2 separate regions of the Sus scrofa genome follow, and region 1 is linked to region 2. The links are chromatin contacts, called in public Hi-C maps. All regions are on one chromosome and are shown on one strand. The core of a region is the stretch at or near the end of the contact, and the rest is flanking DNA. Distances in the headings are between cores, read along the strand shown. Region 1 holds the start of NLE1 (notchless protein homolog 1). Region 2 holds the start of PEX12 (peroxisome assembly protein 12).

Region 1 (2,700 bases), core at 146-2,645, 100 kb after region 2:
AATGGGTCAAGGATCTGGTGTTGCTGTGAGCTGTGGTGGGGGTTGCAGACATGGCTCAGATCTGGCGTTGCTGTGGCTGTAGCATAGGCCGGCAGCTGTTGTTCCAATTCAGCCCCTAGCCTGGGAACCTCCATATGCCACTGAGTGCGGCAATAAAAAAAAAAAAAAAAAAAGAAAGAAAGAAAGTAGCAGACCAGATTTTCGGTCTGAAACATCACCCTGGTTGTAGTGTGGAGAATATACAGGAGAGGCAAAGTGGAGACCGGGAGGCAAGTGAAGAGACTATCGTAGGAACCTGGTGCCTGGGACCAGAGGGTGGCCGTGGAGGTGAAGAGATCAGATAGGTTAATGAGGCAGAACTGGCAGAGCTTGCGACGGCCTGGATGCAGGGATGAGAAAGAAGGGAGAATTGACAGGCAATTCCCGAGTTTCCGGTCCGAGTGCTCATGGTCTCTGCTTTTGTTCCTCATCTCTAACACTGGGAGGAAAGCGTTGTTATGAGGATTAAGGGTGTTATATGTGTGAAGGACTTAGAACAAAGCCTGGCCCGTTGCTATCATTATTATTATTGTTATTGCTGTACACTGTTGAAAATTGTAAGAATTTTTTGTTTCTGTACTCATCAAATATTACTGATCTATTTCATCTGTTTAAAAAAGAATAATAGGAGTTCCCGTGGTGGCGCAGTGGTTAACAAATCCGACTAGGAACCGTGAGGTTGCGGGTTCGGTCCCTGCCCTTGCTCAGTGGGTTAACGATCCGGCATTGCCGTGAGCTGTGGTGTAGGTCGCAGACGCGGCTCGGATCCCGCGTTGCTGTGGCTCTGGCGTAGGCCGGTGGCTACAGCTCCGATTCAACCCCTAGCCTGGGAACCTCCATATGCCGCGGGAGCGGCCCAAGAAAAAGCAAAAAGACAAAAAAAAAAAAAAAAAAAAAAGAAGAAGAATTTTTGCCCTCAACCCAACGGGCTCTGGGGTTTTGTTTGTTTATTTGTTTGTTTGTTTTGGCCGAGCCCACGGCAGGTGGAATTTCCCAGGCCAGGGATCCAACCAGCGCCACAGCAGTGACCACATAGGATCCTTGAACTGCTAGGCCACCGGGGAACTGCTTAGGGTCCAGTTTTGTAAGATACCATTTCCGAACTTGGTGATTTGGGGGAAAGTCAACCACTCTGAGCCTTGATGTCCTCATCGATAAACTGGGGCAAAAATCCCTATTCTGAAAAGACGAAAGGTTGTGTCCTGCAAGGCACTGGGAGGGACTGAATGTGTAGGCCCATCCACGGGGAGGATGTGGAGGCGGGTACCAGGGGAGCCCATGCCCATCCCCTGAGGCAGGCGACACTTCCCCTCCGCAACAGCAGAGGGCGATGTCGCAGACTGCGGCGCCGCAGGACCACGGGGGCGGCGCTCTGTCCGACCGGCGTTTTCCCCTCCACGTGGGGACGCGGGATGGCGGCGGCCGTGGCGGTGGGTGTGCGTGAGTGGGGGCGGGGGCACCGCGGCTGGACGCTCGGGCCGGGGTCCCAGAGACTAGAGTCCCAGAGGCGGGAGGGAGGCGGAAGTGGGGACCCTACGGTCTGAGCCGTGGGAATGACGCCTCCGGCGCTGGTTCCCACAGGATGAGGCGGCGCCGCGCGACGTGCAGCGGCTGCTCGTGCAGTTCCAGGATGAAGGCGGGCAGTTACTGGGCTCCCCGTTCGACGTGCCGGTGGACATCACCCCGGACAAGCTGCAGCTCGTGTGCAACGCGTTGCTGGCCCAGGTGAGCGGCGGGCCCGGGGCCCCGCGTCTCCTCCGGGCGGGCGGCGCTGCCCTGTTCGGGAACGCAGGGTATCAGGAAACCTAAGGTCTTGAGTTGGGCTTCCATCCCTCACCCACAAGGATGATAACCTGCCAGTGCTGTCTACCTGGGGGAGGGTCGAAAGATGGGATCAGTGTGAGATCGCTTCACACGCCCACCGTCGGGGTACACCTGCGGAGAGAGACCAGGTTTTGAACGCATTGGCTGCACTGTCATAGTGATCCCTGGTCACAGCCCCTAATCATATCCCCGTTCTCATTAAAATCCCCATTTTACAGTCTTGCCTGAGGCCATTAAGTTATTTGTACGATACTGCGCAGTAGGTGGTAGATTTGGAACCCAAATAAATGTCAGACTGAAAATTTTTCCTCACTTAAGCCAGCGTTTATCAAAATGTTGCTCTCTATTGGGAGGTGAGAGGGCTGCTTAAAAATACAGTACCCGGCCCTCACCCCACGCAGACCCTGGAGTGAAGCAGAAAGGATGCTTTTTGGATGCTTCTTACACATTGGTGGTTTAGAAAACGCTAAATAATACTATATACTAATCCTTGGCAGTTCCCTTCATGGGTCAGTGGTAACGAACCCAACTAGTATCCAAGAGGACCCAGGTTCGATCCCTGGCCTCACTTGGTGGGTTAAGGATCTGGCATTGCCCTGAGCTGTGGGTGTAGGTCGCAGGCGTGGTTCGGATCTGGTGTTGCTGTGGCTGTGGTATAGGCTGGCATCTGCAGCTCCGATTCCACTCCTAGCCTGGGAACTTCCATATGCTGAGGGTATGCCCTAAAAAGACAAAAAAAAAAAAGCACTGTATCCTAACCCTAATCCTGGACTTTAGGGGGTTTTTTTTGTTTGTTTTTTGTGGCATATGGAAGTACCCAGGCTAGGGCTCGAATCA
Region 2 (2,700 bases), core at 3-2,502:
TTTTTAACTGCCTTTCCCTTTTCTCATGTGATAATGTCAGTTTATTTTTGGAATAGTCTCAATGGGCTATTAAGTTGTCTTGCCATCTTTTGTCTAAGAGTGAAACAGGGAGTGGTGAGGAAATCCGAACCAAGGTAGGTCACAAGGAATCTGAATTGTAAGTACAGGGACAGAAAGAAATTTGTTGAACCTCATTCACGGCAACAATGATGCCTAGATGAGACTTTGCTAATTCTTGCGAGAAACATCCAGTAGGGCTGTATAATTACTGTACTTTCAGAGTTGGCTTTCCTTATTTTGTTAGCTACTCCATATTCTTCCGATAATTTTTTTAGTTTAAATTAGCTGTTTTCTGTTGCTTGTAGCCAAAAACCATAACTGATACAAGTTTAACTAACTTCCCATTCATCTTAGTTGATGCTATTTCTCAGCTTTGTCTTTTTGCTGTTACTTAAGAAAAGCCCATTTGTAACAGCTACCTTTGATCACATATCTAATGCCAAGTGCTTTATACATTACTCCAGTCCTTAAAACTCTGTAAGGTGTTCCCCTTGTGTCACAGCAGAAATGAATCCAACTAGTATCCATGAGGATGTGGGTTCCATCCCTGGCCTTGCTCAGAGGGTCGGGGATCTGGCATTGCCATGACCTGTGGTGTAGGTCACAGACATGGCTGGGATTCCACGTTGCTGTGGCTGTGGTGTAGGCTGGCAGCTGTAGTTCTGATTTGACCCCTAGCCTGGGAATTTCTATATGCCACTGGTATAGCCCTAAAAAGAAAAAACAAAAAACAAAAAAAACCTCTATAAGGTAAAACTCTTACATTAACGTGACTTTCTCCTGCAGGCGTTTTAGCAGAATATAAAACACTTTGTAGAACTAAAATCAAGGTTAACTTGCAAGATTTTATTTCTCCTCTTTGGATAATAAACTTTGTTTTCCACCATTCTCATTCTGTGAAACAATTAACTACCTTTATAAGGTCCTCTAAGGCAGTAACTAATAACCTCCTATGGAGTTCCCATTGTGGCTCCGCGGAAACAAATCTGACCAGTAACCATGAGGACACATATTTGATGCCTAGCCTTCCTCAGTGGGTTAAGGATCCGGTGTTGCCCTGAGCTGCGGTGTAGGTCCAAAATGCAGCTCAGATCTGGTGTTGCGTGGCTGCCACGTAGGCCAGTGGCGACGGCTCCAATTCAACAACTAGCCTGGGAATCTCTATGTGCCCTGGGTGCCACCCTGAAACAAAACAAAACAAAACAAATCACCTTCTATTTCTGGTTATTTGGGGGGGGGGAGGGGGCGTTGGAGAGAGAAGGAGATGAACTCTAACTTCATATAAATTAAACCTGCAGCAGCAACTCAACCAAGGCAATTGCATACGATGTAAAAGTACGTTGCAAATCCTAAGGTTAATTACATTCCTTCTGGTATACAAACAACGAAAACTATCTTCTCTGTCAAGCCTCCCCAGTTCACGCTAGTTAGAATTCATCTGATTCGTACCCAATATTCATATCGCTAAGGTAACACAGTCGACTGTGTACGAGCGTAGGAACCAGTTTGAACTAGCGTACCAAGTGCTTACAGTTATGCTTGAAAGAACCTAATCTAGAAGACTCGTCCCAACTTGTGAGTAACAAAAGATCTCTTCTCATCCTAATCATTTTTTTTTCTTTAAATAGCAATTGGCGACCATAAAGCTAAGGCTTCTATCTCCAATTATGTCGCTTCAAATCCTCCCCTAAGGCAGCAGAAAACGGTGAACCACCACCCTCGCCACGAGTACAGCGAGAGCCTTCCATCTTCACATTCCCTTGCGTCCCTCGACTCCTAAACTCGATCGCCCCAGGTAACAAACGCCTCTGTGGGCTGAGTTCTGGCTCCAGCCGCCAAACGTTGGTGCGGCGCCCTCAACACCCTGCTAAAAAGACTCTGCAGAGAGAGATCGGAACCGTAACTTTCCCATGAGGCGGCAAAACAAAAACAACTAGGAAAAGTAAAACCAACCAGCGGAGAACGGCTCTGCAAGCAAAACCCCTAGCGCCTTCTTTACTTTCAGCAGGAGGCGGAAGCGGAAGTCCCAGTGAGGCCATAGAGATCTCTAGTTCCGGTCTCGCGGTCGCATTCCGGGCTAGAGCGCCTCGCCTCGCCTCCGCCAGCCTTCTCCAAGCCCCGTGGTCTATTTCCGGTTGCGGCTTCTGTCATAAAGCGGAGACCTGCTTTCAAACGCTGTGTCGCGGGTCTCTGGCGCTTCGCAGGAGTCAGCGCGCTAGGACGGGAACAGGCGGGGGGGCTGCACTGCTCACAACTGAGCCTGACCGAGCGGACCCTCAGAGCCGCCTGGCTTTTGGAGCCTTTAAGATTGAAGTCTATGATTGACAGCTTCCAGGACTGCGGCTCGAGAGTTCAGCGCTCCTTCGCCCGTACCTGTCCCCCTCTGTCACACGCTCTACCCTGTGAGGTGCAGCATTAATCAAGTCACCCCCTCCCACTCGCCACTGCCACCCGCGTCTGCGTCAACTTGGTTCTTAACCTCCTTCACCCAAGAACCCCTCCCCTCTGCCTCCGGAAAAGGTCTTTTTTTGCCTAGTTCTTGTAAAATTAAGGGGGTATCCTGCAGAAAGTTATCTTCAAAACTGACACCATCTGATACTCCCCAAAAGTTCATGCTTGCTAGGGAGTTTGTGTGCAAAG

What was found. A called contact is a pair of places that touch in the nucleus more often than the background predicts.
Region 1: a Hi-C map of liver shows a contact between it and region 2, with 2.8 times the contacts expected there. The contact joins the promoter of NLE1 here to the promoter of PEX12 in region 2. A contact is called at or near these places in 4 of 47 Hi-C or Micro-C datasets (embryonic fibroblasts, fetal heart ventricle, liver and 1 more) and 1 of 2 datasets of contacts at active chromatin or transcription factors (skeletal muscle).

The regions. Positions count from the first base shown.
Region 1 is chr12:40,034,123-40,036,822 of Sscrofa11.1, forward strand. It overlaps NLE1 (notchless protein homolog 1), which reads left to right and starts at 1,396. Exons shown (of 13, transcript XM_003358153.4): 1 at 1,396-1,469; 2 at 1,621-1,764. The coding sequence starts at 1,452.
Region 2 is chr12:39,930,428-39,933,127 of Sscrofa11.1, forward strand. PEX12 (peroxisome assembly protein 12) reads left to right here and starts at 1,253. Exons shown (of 3, transcript XM_003131719.4): 1 at 1,253-2,700. It also overlaps a transcript of AP2B1 not described here.